Linked DNA regions of Rattus norvegicus: region 1 is linked to region 2. Evidence: chromatin contacts called from public Hi-C data. All regions are on one chromosome and are shown on one strand. The core of a region is the stretch at or near the end of the contact, and the rest is flanking DNA. Distances in the headings are between cores, read along the strand shown.

Region 1 (7,770 bases), core at 1,141-3,640, 420 kb before region 2:
ATATGTGTATTTGTGTGTGTGTCCATGAGGGAGAGTCTTTAAAATAATTTGTAATTTACTTACATTTTGACTTTTAAAAGCAGAAAAGACTGGCCAGCTATCTGAGGTGAGCAGTATAAGATTCCATTTCTAAGACAGTGATAAAACGCCAGTATTGAATTCTTTAATGACATTTCAGAGTAATTTACACCAAAATTTGTTAGTTTAATTTTACTTCCTTAGAGGGAGTAATTATAAGACTAAATTAAAACACACACGAGCAAAAACTCCTGACAAACTGGGGTAGGGTTTCCAGGGAGAAACGCTATCTGAAGAAGACGACTTCCATATCCTCACATGTTATAATATTGCAAATATTATTAATGCTCAAGGTTTGCATCTGTATGAGGAAAAAATAAAGTCATGAGGAGAAATCACAGTTGTTATTATTCCTTGGCTTGTGTTTTAAACACACACACACACACACACACACACACACACACACACACACTCCCTTTCTGCATCTGGCTGTGTTTGATATAGAAGAACCAGTGTCGAGGGATTCTCTGGGACTAAAGTTATATACAGATGTTCAAATTATAAAACTGAAACATGGGAACAATTTTGTTCCTATCCTTAGAGACTGGTCCTGGCTCTCTACTTACAAACAAACTTACCAAATTCCTGATTTAAAAAAAAAAAATTGGTTGAATTTTCCACATGCATCATAACAACTGAGGAATTTTATTCTTGCATCAAACCTGCTGTCAAAAACAACCCTGGAGGGGGGGGACAATAAACAAAAAACAAAGCAAAACAAAACAAAACAAAACAAAAAAACCCAACCCTTGCCTTGTACCCTGTGTTTTGTTCAATGCGAGCTGCCTGAGGTCCCTGGGGCAAGCGTTCATTGTTTGACTGGACCACTTCAGACCACAGAGAAAAGAAGCTCTGTGACCAGGCAGAACTGGCTGACTAAGGGGCAGAGACATGAAGCTAGTCCAGAGGGAAGAGAGAGAGAGAGAGAGAGAGAGAGAGAGAGAGAGAGAGAGAGAGAGAGAGAGAGAGAGAGAGAGAGAGAACTATGTTGAAGTGATGTAAAAGCAAAGGAAAATGGGAGTTCGGCAGCCAACAGCCATTGGGAAGAAAGCAAAGTTCAGGACTGGAGTCGTCCAGATGGGTCTGCAGCTGCTCACAAAAACAGTAAGGTTTCCTGCCCTCTTTCTTGCCACCGCCATGCCATCTTGACTGAGGAAGAACTGGAAATTCCGAGGCTACGTGAGCCACGGCCAGGGTCACATGGGTAAGCACCGCAAACACCCAGGAGGGCCCGGGGATGCTGGAGGCATGCGTCACCACAGGATCAACTTTGACAAATATAACCCGGGTAGCTTCGGGAAAGTTGGGGTGAGGCATTACTGCTTGAAGAGGAACCAGAGCTTCTGCTTGGCTGTCAACCTGGATAAATCATGGACGTTGGTCAGCGAGCAGACACGGGATAATGCAACAAAAAACAAGACCGGGGCTGCTCCCATCATGGATGTTGTGCTATTGGGATGCTACAGAGTCCTGGGGGAGGGGAAGCTCCCTGAGCGACCTGTCATCGTGAAGGCCGAAGTCATCAGCAGAGGAGCTGAAGAGAAAAGGGTGCTGGAGGTGCCTGTGTCCTGGAGGCTTAAAGCCACTTCGGAGGTTAATTAAGTGCTAACATTAAAAAAAAAAAATAAGGTTTTTCTTCCTTCTCTCAGAGTGGGAACAGTGTCAAGACAAACGCACTTGAACAAGATTGTTGCCAGGGGCAAGCAGGATAGCTCAGTGGGTGAAGAGCTTGGCAGGCAAAACATGGGGACCGGAGTTCAGAACCCCAGCCGGTAAGAAGAAGTCAGGTACCGAGTCATTCACTGCACTGAGGAGCGGAGCTCCGTAGTTGCGTGGAGTCTTACAGACCATTTAGATGAATTGGTGAATTCCAGTGTCCGGCGAGGAGGGAATCACAAATCTGGGTGGAGGAGGTCTCGTGCCCTCCCGATGCAGAAATATGCTGCAATGTTATACAGATCAACATTCCCAAACTGTTCCTTTCTCTGCCTGCCCATGTGGTTCATCTGCCCTGTGCAATCTCAGAACAAAGACAAAAAAACCTCCCAGGCCGGTTGTAAAGGCTTCATTCACTGAGGCTGGCCCCAGGGCTAAATGGGTGAGTCCTGCCAGCCATCAAACCCAGCCTGTAAACATGTGCGGCAATTCTCTAAGCAAATTGGTTCCTTAATATGGTAAAATCTGAGCAGCCAAGGGGAAAAACTGGTGATCTCATAGCCCAAAAGATGACGGAGTCACAGCCCCGTATTCCTGAAAAGCACCCAGGCTTCCGTTCCTGATCTCTAAGGATGGAGCAAACAGGAGAATCGGTGGGGCTTGCTATTCAGCGCTCACTCTCAACCAACCCTTTCTCCTGTGAGGGAGAGAGAGCACAGTGGTTTAATTCACAACTTATAGGATTTTTTAAAAATACTAAACCATTCAAATGTTTTCTATATTAACCAGCGTATCTAGAGATCCGCAGGGATAAATAAACGCAGTGAGCTGGCAGGGGCCTTCGGTGGCATAATGACTGCCAGTTATACGCAGTAAACAAAACACAATACCCACTGCAAGCTCAGGAGATCGCCCGGTCACGCGGGGCATAAGTCATTAGCTGAATGACTCCAGCAGCAGTGGCTCCGAAGCAAAATTAAGCCGACGGTTCCCCCTGTGGCTATTATGAAGAATTGTAATGCTGGCATAAATAAAGAAATAACCAGAGAAGAAGGCTTTGTTGTGCCTTGGAAATGATTGAAAGCTAACGTCCAACAAATAACTGTGCAGCCCAGCTCTCACCTCTGGGAAACTCTGCGCAGGGGTGGGGGCTGGGAGAAGAGAATTCCCTACTCCTGTGGACACCGAGATCGGCCTGGCGCCTGCTCCCATGTGCTGTAGGTAGAGCACGGAGCCGCTGACATATTATCAATCTCAAAATGACAAATTTCTCTCAGCTATAAGACAGATACTATTCACTGATTCAGAAAGGAATGCTAAGCTGAACACAGGACAGAGAGAGGACAAACCTCCAGCCAGGCTCTCTCAAAGCTAGGTGGCCAACAACCTGGAAGGGAACAGTTTCCAATTTTGACTTTGGCCACAGGACCCAGCCATATTTTACTGAGAACCAACGTTCATTTAAAAAAAAAAATGAACCAGCTAGTCATTTGTTCCTCTTGGATAAGTGAACTTGGCTATGGGACACGATCACACAAAAAGACTCCCGGGATCATCGTGATCCCTGGCTGTGCTGGGTCAATATCTTGTATTTCTCACTCCAATTTCTTTATCTGTTTTACGAAGTCTTCAATACGGCTTTATCACAATCTCGGAAAAGGAGAGCTCTGGGCGCACTGCTGTGAGCACACAGTCTTATAAACACAGACACATTTGTATCTTTCCACAGTGCCGGGCTTTATTAAATAACAATCAGTTCCCGAGCTATGTTGGTTTTCTTGGCAACATTTGTCAAGTAATCCCCACGTCTCCAGAGAGCTGGCTGAAGAAATGGGTTTTCTTCTAAGCTCAGATCACACATTACAACAGGAATTATACAGTACACACATTCCATAGCAAATATATCTATACTGTGTAGACGTAAAGATTTGTTAGGTTACACATGGCTACCACAAGAATTCCACACTGGACAAATAACAGAGAGAACAGTTCAAATAGGCTGTGTCACCAGTGAAGGCAAACCAAGCTGAAGACCCTGGGATGCTGGGATGTTCCCTGCCTGTTTTCCGTTTAAAGCACACACCAGCAAGTCAGATGACAGGTCAACAGAGTCACCGCCGTCCATGGCAGTGTGATGTGTTCCAGGTGAGGAACTTCCCTCTTTCCTCAGGCTGGGTGCTTTCCTGATATGACTGAAATAAGTTCGTGTGCTATGTCATCTCAATGCACTTTAAGGTAGCACACTTTCTCCTTCCAGGATAAATCATTCCTCAGCCTGTGCCTCATGGGCAGACAGATGATGCCATCTGTACGTAAACTCCCTGCTCAACCGATGTGTACAACCATCCTCCATCTTCAATTTGGAGCCCAAAACTGTTGGTGAAAGGGGTCTCTTGGGGCAGGGCATAGACCACTGTCTTGCACAACTTGGGGTAACTGGAGCGGGGCAAAGCCTAATCTCAACACTAGTAAAGTGTCATCTTTAAAATGTCTCAATGGTAGATTTTTTTTCCAAGTGGCATCTTAACAATATCCACTGGTTTTAGGTTCCAACTACAGGCAGATTTATCTTCCACAGCGCACCATTTGGAAAGTTAGCTACCAGCTTCAGTCTCCCTAAGCAAACTGAGATTATGTCTGATTCGATTGGATAGAGATGCAGACTAGTTCTACAGATGGCTTTCACAGGACAGACACTCCAAAGACTTACATTCCCACGCCCATCCTTCCTTCCCTGCCTCTTTCTATCCTGAGGCTTCAGATGTCATTAACAGTCAGAGCTTGGCAGGTCTGGGTGTAGGTATGATAGCTTTGCCTCTCTGAGTATCTGTATTCTCCTTTGTTAATCTGTCATAAGAAAATGTAAAAGCAAGGTTCGTGACTTCTCGGTCCTTATAGGAATCAGGCTTTTGTTCATGAGTTATGTAACCTACGACCTCGAGTTTCCCTTTAGGGAGGGATGGGATCACTACACCAAGTGTGATTGCGGAACAGAAGTAAACATTTGAATGAAATGGTGAGTGACACATCCAACTTATGCTCAAAGACGGGTCAAGCCAGATTGTAGATAAAATTATGAATAAAACACTGTCCACCACTGCTCCCTGCTCGACTCCCCTAGCCTCTCCCCCTCCCCTTTGCTTTCATGGTTTCCCTTACTTCTTCAAGAGCCCTGGGGATAAATGAGCATCTCCCTCCATGTTCAGCTTTGATTGCTCTCATTGCCTGTGACACTTATGACCAGTTCAGGCTAAGGCCAACAGGACAAATAGGAATGATACCTATTTCAGGCAAGGAATGAGCCAATCCAGCTGCTCCAGAGAGATTGCCAGGGCTCTGCTCCACTGGGCCAAAGGATCTTCTACTCATTCATGCATGGTAGCTGCCAGGTTTGCTGAGGCATACCCATTATCTCAGTACTCAGGAGGGTAAGGAAAGAGGATGGAGAGTTCAAGGCCAATGTGTTACATTCGAAAATCTTGTACCAAACAAAATAAAACCCACAATCAAAACAATAGTTATAACAATAAATGATAATTACCAACAGGAAGTGCTTGAGGTCCTGGTACACTCTACATCACTACCAACAAACAAAAATGAATCTAGTAAGTGCACCCATAAAACGTTGACATCCTTCAAAGCAGATCATGCATCTAATAAGAGTTTAATATCAAAACAAATAAAGGCATTTTATGATATATTAATAAAAACACGCTAGCCCACTTCTAAATTAGCAAAGGATTTTATGGACTTTTCTTCAGAGAAGAAACACAAATGAGTACCAAATACATGAAAATACATGCAATATCATTAATCATTATGAAAATGTAAACCAGATGTGGTGGTGTAATCTCAGAACTCAGGAACTGGAGGCAGAAGAATAAGGAGTCCAGGCCAGCCTTGGCTAAATATTCAGTTGGAGGCCTGGATGTGCTTATGGAGACACTGATCCCATCCCCCACTAAATGGAAAAAAGAACCCACTATCGATCGCATCGGGTCACACTGACATATAATTGCAGTCAGAATGTAAGAAAGAAAAATGGCGAGCCGTAAAGAGAATGTGAGAGTTTCGGTGTCCATGCACTGATAGTCAGAATGCCAGTGTTACACCTCCTTTGAGGAATCATTCATTCCTTCTTTAAGAAGTGAACATAAAGTTTCCATACAACCTCAAAATTCTGGCTAGCTGTTGTAGCACATGGGTTTAGTCCCAGGACTCTGGAAGCAGAGTCAAGTAAGCTTTCAGGAGTTCAAGGCCAGCCAGGTCTAAATGGTAAGTTTGAGGCCATCCAGGGCTACACAGTATCTCATAAACAAAATAACCAACAAACAAATAAATAAAAAACCAGAAACAGCCAAGCAATTCCACTCCTAGGAACACCCACATGACAATGAAATGTATGTCAAGCAAAAGCTCTTGTGCAGATTTTGACAACAGCACTCTGCATCAGAGTCAGAAAAATGAAGCTACTCAAACGTCCATGAGTGGAATACTGAACATCTACCGGACAAACTAAATCCTTGCCAAAAAATTAAGTAGTGATCTGTCTACACTGAGGATGACTTCAAAAACACTGTGCTGAACAAAAGAAGCCATCCACAAAAGCTCAAATGATGCATGATTACAGTCACGGGCATTGTCTGGGAAAGACAGACAGCCTCAAAACAGTGGTCACCAGGAGCAGAACTGAGGACATGACAGTCTGGTTTGCTGATAGACAAGGAGTTCAATTTTAAGATAAAGAGAAACAGTTTTTGGATGAAATGCTGATAATAACGATACAGTTTTATAAATATGTAAGAACCATTGACATGTAATGGGTCTATTTCATAATATGCAAATTATATTTTTAATTTAAAAAGTTTATTTTTTTTTATTTTTTAGTGCCCCAGTTTGTCATTCTTATGTCTTCATGTTTGGACCAAAGTTTAAAAAAAAAATAGTATTTCTTCCAGCTCTGAATCAAGATCCCCACCCCCTTGGTATTATCTTCAGACTTCTAAAATTACTATTTTAATTGTATATGTTTATGTGGTACCATGTGGTCACATAATACATGTACACAGTTTGTGACTATTGCATCAAAATATTTAACATGCCTAACTTTATAAATATCTTACTTGGGACTCTTGATTAACATGTATAATTACACATACTAATGGATCTAGGATGGTAACTCAAAACTCACATACAAGACATGCTCATGGAGATGACCCAATCTTTCCTTCTCCTTCTTGTTAGTGTCTGGGGAGTTTGCTCTCCTCTCTTGTAGATATTCAGGTTTAAAGAGTCCCCATGCAATGGGAAACTAGGACTTAGTACATCTCTCAGTGTTTGGGTGCCATCATCATCAAGCCACCTTGTCCTTTCTGTGTCTAGAATAGCACATTTCATACTTAGAAGTTCACATTGGCTGTAGGCTACCTGAAATATTTCCCAGACAAGAATCTAGGTCATATCTACCAATGTCTTTACCTACCATTTCCAAAAATTATTGTCACTTTTCTGGGAGCATATCCTATGACTCTGCCTTCCCTAAGCCTCCTTGATTACTTATGAATTTATAAAAATGAGATACATTGTAGATGGGGAGATGGTACAATAAGTAAACCCATGTAAACCTGGGCCCAATAGCTCACATCTATCACACCAGGGCAGTGATTGTGATACAGTGAAATGGGAGGCAGAGACAGGAGACACCCTGGAGGCATGCAGGGGAGCTAGCCTGGTATCCACAGATGTGATCAACAGAGAGACCCTATCTCAAACAACATGGATAGGGAGGATCTGAATGCTGTCTCCTGTCCTCCACACAGGCACTGTGGCATTCATGCAACTGCACACGAGGATACAAGGGCCTGAACACACACATGCACACATGCCCGCAGTATGTGCCTTCAGTTTTTGTGTGTATGCTGCCTGAATCCCCCTCTGGAATGCTAGCCTCACCAGGACAGGATGTTGGTTTTGTGTTCCTTCTACCTGAAACAGACGGAGGAAGAAAAGAATAAAGCTAGGAATGCCACCTCATTA
Region 2 (7,010 bases), core at 668-3,167:
TGTTCTTCACATGTATAGAGTGTTGTTTATTGTATATACCCCATAAGAATATGAAATATTTAACCTTACAAACTTCGTAGGGATTTGTCATTGTTTCTAGAATTTAGATCAGTTGCTTACAAGTAGTATATGTTTAAAATAAGTCATGAAGCATGTCCTGTTTTTAACCTTAGGCACTTTTATTTCACATATGCTACCCTAGTACACAGGCCATTCTAAATATGATTCCGCGATTCCTTAATGAGTCAAGTTTCATGAAATGCCCCCATTCCTTTACTCTCACTAGAGCAGTGATGGCTTCAAATTCAGAACCAAGGAGGTGAGGACGTCTTCCCTGCTGGCTGGTACCAGAGGCCACTGAGCCTGCTTCCCCATCCACATCCATCCATTCCATAAACCTCTGAGGTCCTTCCTACCTGCTCCCACACCAGTCAGTAAAGTGCTTACACTCCTGGGGGCTTTGTCCCTCCAGAGAAAGGTGCTTATGCTCAGAGAGTTTCCCATCCTGGTTACAGACCCATTGACTTATGATTTCTACATAAACCATAAGTCTACTTGCGCATTCTACAACACTGGGCTTGCCCGCCCACTCTCAGAGGCTGGAGTGGCTCCCATGGGCTGATCGTGCGTCTGCACATCTTTACACAGTGCGCCCATGCTATTAGCCATCCTGGCTGTCTGCTGATTCATTTGGGGCTTGTTGATGTTTGTGCTTGTCCGCAGTACTGAGGGTGAAACCAAATGCTTCCTGTATACTGGGAAAGCACGCTTCATCACTCACCCAGCAACACCCTAGCCCTCCATTTTGTTCTGTGTTATTTCTAATGGCCTGTACATCAAGAGACTCAGGGATTCTGCCTCACTTGCCACTGATCATCACAGCACCCAGCCTGAGAGGACAATTAACACATGTTGGAGGTTAGGCTAGAGAGATGGTTCAGTGGTTGAAAGTTCAAGCTGCTCGAAAGTACCTGAATTCAGATCCCAGCACCCGGGTCAGAGGGCTCCCAACTCTAGTCCCATACAGCTCTAATCCCATACACCTAACTCTAGTCCCATACAACTCTAGTCCCACACAACTCTAGTCCCACACAACTCTAGTTCCACACAACTCTAGTTCCTCTTCTGGTCTCTACCATTACCCCCACACATGTAATATATACATACACAAACATACACACGTACATGTAAATAAAATAAGTCATAAAAAATTAGGGATGGTGGGGAGTATAGCAAAGTGGGATTTAATTTTCCAAAAGCCTCAGGCCCCGCATTTACATAATTTAGCAAATTAAAAGTCTCAATCTTTCCAAACTCTTGTTCAAATTTCATTCGATACAAAGTACATCTGCTCAAATCCATGCTGGCTTGCAGTCACACTTAGCCCCAATCCGTGCCATGCCCCAAAGGAAGTGCACACAGCAGTGTTGAGGGGCAGGGTAAATTTGAAACAGTCCATTGCCCATTAACTGGTTTGTGGAGCAACAACAAAGCAAGAAACAAGGCACGATTCCGGAACTGGTACTCGAACGGGGACGTTCGAGTTTCTCCACCGTCTGTAAATTGCTCCAGCTGTTTTCATGGTTTACAAAATTGAGAGAGGCAAACTCTAGAGACAAATTAAAACCCTGGAGCTGCTCAGAGATGATTTTGCAGCGAAGATGCTTTGCTATGTGGCCAAGTCTACAGCTGCATGTAGAACTCTGTACCGGGCCCACTGTCACCGTTTACAGTCCGTGTCATCTACCCAATGGGATAAGGGCTGGTGCACATCGGAACACTGAGCAGTCCAGAAAACGGCCTGGTGTATAGCTGTGATCCACCAGGAGAGGACAAGGGCACACTATTTTATTATGAGAAAACTAATGGAAGGCCACTGGGAGATGCCCTGTGGTTCCAGGGCATGAACAGTGGGTGAGTAGTGCCATCTTTTGGCAGTGAGGTGCCCTGACATTCTCAAAGTAGAAAAGGGTTTTGACCTCCTGAGTGTGGGGCTCCAGGCAATTTAGTAACGTTTCTAAAGCTCTTTCCTGGGTATCCTTGGGTGGCATCTTGCTTGGAATGAGACTTCTTGGACTTCTTCACATCCTGCTCAATTCGTTATGGCCTAAATGGCTGATGTTAGCTACCATTTCTCTCTATTGCTCCCAGGGAAAACAGAGGAGCAGTTAGGAAACACTGGAAAACAAGAGTGCATGTGTAAACCACCATGTATTTAAGAATTGGTTGAGTTCGTACAGGAGAAACAAACAGAGTCTGTTTGATCTTGGGTAGTCCTTTGAGTCTAAAAGCCTTAACTTACCCCAAGCTATGACATCTTGGAGATTTATAGTACCTGGAGAAGCATGGAATTTTCCAGAGGAATAAATTAAACATGCATGTAACATGAACAGCATGCAGGTATTGGTGTGTGTTCCAGAGATTTCCCACCTTGAGAAAAATCTAAATATAACTGCATTGGTACCCAATTATCCTAGTAAAAGGGAAAGACTTTAGAGACTAAGAATGAACCAAAAGACAGGGGCTCAGAAGCCATGGAGGAGCTAGAAATGACACCTTCATTCCACTGAAGTGAAAAAGAGTTTCAAAGAACACAGTTGAGGAATCCTCTCTCCTCCCCTCAGAACATCCACGGTTAAGGGGGAGTCATTTAAAAAGTTTAGAGAACGTTTCCTGGAAGCTCTGGAGATCACGGTGACACCTGAAGGAAGCGGCAGGTGTGTAAGGTCTCATGGCTCCACAGATAGCAGAGGCCCAATTTGTCTGATCAGGCAGTGAAGTCCTAGCCCTACTGTGTGTCTCACACCATCTCATGCCTGGTGGGACAGCAAACAGCAACAGGGAGAAAACTGGAGAAAATCCAAGGACCAGACCAAACCAAATAGACAGGAGTGTTGGCATGGTATATGGGGCTTCCAGAAACAACAGGCTAAGGAGGACTGCTGTGGTGTTTGTCACGTATTCAGAAAACGTCTTTGTGATGGTGCTCACCTTTAATCCCAGGATTCAGGAGGCAGAGGCAAGCAGATCTCTGTGAGTTTGAGGTTAGCCTGGTCTGATCTATGTAGTGAATTCCAGGATAGCCAGGGCTGTGTAGAGTGACCCTCTAACAAGAAAGCAAAACAAAAGAGCAATAAACCAATCAATCAATAAATGAACAAGTGAACGAATGAATGAATAAAAAATAAATAAATAAGAGTAAAGAAAAAGAAACCATGTGTGTAGAGCTGGGAAATAACCCACCAATTGGTAAGATACCTGCCACACATTCTAATTCATTTGAGTTTGGCTCTGTTTTTAAAAAGTAGATATAACATCTTACTTTTTTATAACAGTTTTATATCTACAGAGAAAAAAATCACAAGGATAGTACAAAGTAGTTCCACATAAACCACACTCAATTTCTACTCTGAACAACACCTCTCATTAGTAAAGGCCTTTGACTCACGGTTACTAACGAAGGCCAACAGCTGTGTTGGATGTAGTTTTCAGTTCCCAGATCTATCAGAACTCACACTGCATTTAGCTGTCAAGTCTCCTTAGGCACCTCCTGACCGACAATCTCCCCTGTTTTCCTAGTGTTCTAATGATTGTGACAGTTCAGAGGAGGACTGGCCAAGTATTTTATAATCCGTCCTTCAATTTAAACCTGTCTGATGGTTTTCTCACAATTAGACTGAAATTATGGGTTTAGAGAAAGCAAGCCACAGAGGCAAAACGCCATTTTTATCTCATCACACCAAAGATAGCTACTGCCACTGTGACCTGTGGAGGTTGGTCTTGCCTTTACCACAGGCTGAGACCGTGTTTGTCAGTTTCTTTCACTGGACTGTTTTCTGTTGCTCCTGGCTCCCCCCATGCTGTATTCTTTGGACAGAAGCCACCACAAGGAGCCCAGGTTTGGGGGGTAAAGAGCATGCATGTGCTCCCTTATGGAAAAGGAGACATAGCAGCTATGTAAATTACTTTAAATTATTCTGCAAAGGAAATTGACACTCTTCTCCTACTTACTTATGCATTTATTCATTAGTTGACTTGAATCCATGTGGAGTCATGAATATTTATCCTATATCTCCTGACATACAATTCATGTGTGCAAGCACATGCACACACACACACACACACACACACACACACACACACACACACCAAGATTATTCTATTCTTGGCCATGTATCCTTTTGGCATGGCCCCAGAAATACAGGGATTTATTTTTGCTGTTGGCTAGTTGATTGCACAGATGTATAGATGAATTAATAAATAGACAAATAGATGATGAATCGATAGATGAATGGATGAGTAGATGGATGGATGGATGGATGGATGAATGGATGGATGGATGGATAGGTGGATGATGGATTGGGTTGGTTGGATGGTTGGTTGGTTGGCTGGTTAGTTATATACTGGTTGGCAAGTTGGTTATTTAATTGGTGTTTGGTTAGATAGCTGCTGGTTAGATAGTTGGTTAGTTGACTAGATGGTTGGTTGGTTGGTTGGTTGGTTGGTTGGTTGGTTGGTTAGTTGATTAGATGGTTGTATGTTTGGTCAATTGGATGATTAGATGGTTGGAGGGTTGGTAAGTTATTTGGTTAGGTGGCTGTTAGATGGTTGTTTGGGTGGATGGAGAGCTAGTTGACTGGTTATATGGTTGGTTTAGTTAACCTTTTAGTATCTCCTTACTTTCTGACACAGCAAAATACTCTGGGTTCATATTTTTCCTACTGCTGCTGGTTCATGTGTCTTCCCCAAAGCACATATTGGAAAAGTAATCTCCATGACTAGTTTTGAGAGGTATGATATTTAAGAGGAGACTGGGCCATTAATTAATTAAGGTTATTATCCTGGGAGTAAGTTCAAAAGTGGGTCCCTAAAAAAATATCTTCGGGGACCTTGCGTTTACCCTCCTTCACTCTTTTGTCTGTCTCTCTCCAGAGTTCTGGGACTACCTTCATATACTTTGCCCTTGTTTTAATATAAAACATCTCTTATAGGCACATGTGTTTGAGTCCTTGGCCCCCAACTGGGAGTGCTGTTTTGGAAGGTTCTGGAACATTTAGGAAGTGGAACCTTGTCATAGTAACTAAGTGACTAGGGTGCGCCTTGAGGTTTGATAGCTTAATTCCACTTCCCTTCACCTCTTTGCTTTCTGACTGCACAAGAAATATTGCCAGCCTGCCTGACACTTAGCTGCAATGTCTTCCCTGTCAGGAAGGACTGTATGGCTTCCTAAGCGCTAAGCCAAAAGAAAAAAGGGGGAAAAAGAGAGTTCCTACTCCCTTAAATTACTTCTTGTTGCGTATTTGATTACAGCAACAAGAAAAGCAACTAAAACAGGCTGGAATGCCTTTGGGTATAAAATTCCAATTCACAAGAGTTGCTGAATACAAATTTGTCATGAGTCTGGGGTTTCTGATATCACCGGGATTTCTGTCTGGACTCTCCTTCTCCTCTCTGTTCCTTGTGATCTCCACTGAAAGAATCCAAATGAGACATAAACAGCATAGTGTAGGAGACAGTATAGTTTATTAAAGTACAGTATTCTATCAAGAGGTAAGAATAGACGATAATGGCCAAATGGGCCATCAGTCTGTTTCTTAGGCAAGCTTTCACTTACTTTATAAAATCCTTTGAACAAGTAGCTTTTCTAGAGGGTCTTTGTCCTATCCAGGTGATTGAAAGGCATGTTTGATGGTCTCTTCTAGGAGAGACAATGGTAGGTGTTTCTCTATTGGAAAACACTCTATGGTATTTGGGGGCTCCTAGCACCAAGTGTAGATAATTAACCATTGATAGTCTTTTAGATAGTTCAGAGTATATCCTCCCAGGACCAGAGATATGAGTCAAGTCTCCTTCTTTAACCAATAATTTAAGTTCTATCGTTCTAATCTTTAGTTTTACAGACTGCTGACCCCAAGGGAGGGGTCTAACTCCCAGTACTGGGCAAGTCTGCTAAAGTCTAACTAGTTGCCTAACACTGGACCTTGACATGTAGAGCTCCATCCCTAGCATGTAGGAGGTAGCATGTGGGAAAGGAAGGGTGTTCTGAGGTTTATAATATAATGTTCTGGCTTTGTTCTTTCTTGGGACCCTTACTCTTTTCCTCTCAAGTGATTTCTCCCTTTCCAAATGGAACTCTCTGCCCTAGCCCTACCTCATCATTGTATATTTAAAGCATTTAACAGGCTTACAACTGGAAAGGTTGTTTCAGTGTGAACCCTGCCTTGACTAGCATCCATATGTGATCTAGAGGCTCCCACGGCAGGACATACCTGACATATGCATGGACCAAACATGAGAACAGTAAACCCAGGTTCCCTGACAGTTGAGGGAAATCTGACCATAAATACAATGGTCCCATGCAGTACCTCCAGTGTTGGGAAGAAAACAGCAACAAGGCCAAGGCCATGGTGAGAGCTTTGGCTCTGGGTCTAAGAATTATGAAGGGCACTGGAGAATTTACACCTTCTCAGCTATCCAATGGAAACATCCATTCAAAATGATGATTCTGTTTCATTTTGATCCCACCCTAGGAATCCTAAAATTACAATTTGACTCTACACAAAGGAGCACACCAAAGAAGAGATTCTATAATTACAGAACACCATACACTACATGCATCTTGGTTTTGCAGTATTTCTATGAGACTTGAAAGCAGGCTGGAGGGGCCCCCATGGGGATTCCTCAGTACTATGTTTAAATACCTAAGGCAGAGAAGACTTCTAACACCTTCCCCCAGCTCCTACCAGGGTGCTTGATGGTCCATTGTCAGCCTTATTGTTAGTGTTTGGTAACTGTTCTAAAGACAGAGAGAAGCTGGTGGATAAAGGAGAAAGTCTTCTCGCAGGATCTAGTAATTCCTAACATGAGACAGTATCTATGCTGGAAGCTCAAATTTCTTATGACCTTCTCCAGGTTTCCTTCTTCTCTTTCATTCACAAGGCCTTACACGTTGTATCTTAGGCACTTACAGCATTGCTTAATCAATAGTCTATCAGGGCTGAGAAGGGTTT

The links. Hi-C and Micro-C count contacts between places; a contact is called where the count stands out from the background.
Region 1: a Hi-C map of Schwann cells shows a contact between it and region 2, with 4 times the contacts expected there. The contact joins two enhancer-like sites. A contact is called at or near these places in 4 of 12 Hi-C or Micro-C datasets (the A7r5 cell line, Schwann cells, liver and 1 more).

The regions. Positions count from the first base shown.
Region 1 is chr13:100,258,326-100,266,095 of GRCr8, reverse strand. It overlaps the pseudogene Rpl27a-ps6. Among named protein-coding and RNA genes, the nearest start is that of Lyplal1, 73 kb to the right of the region's middle. Within about 2 kb of position 2,390, at least 48 of the 93 cell types and tissues checked have an H3K27ac peak or open chromatin away from gene starts, as enhancers often do.
Region 2 is chr13:99,834,903-99,841,912 of GRCr8, reverse strand. No RefSeq gene overlaps it. Among named protein-coding and RNA genes, the nearest start is that of Slc30a10, 310 kb to the right of the region's middle. Within about 2 kb of position 1,917, at least 1 of the 93 cell types and tissues checked has an H3K27ac peak or open chromatin away from gene starts, as enhancers often do.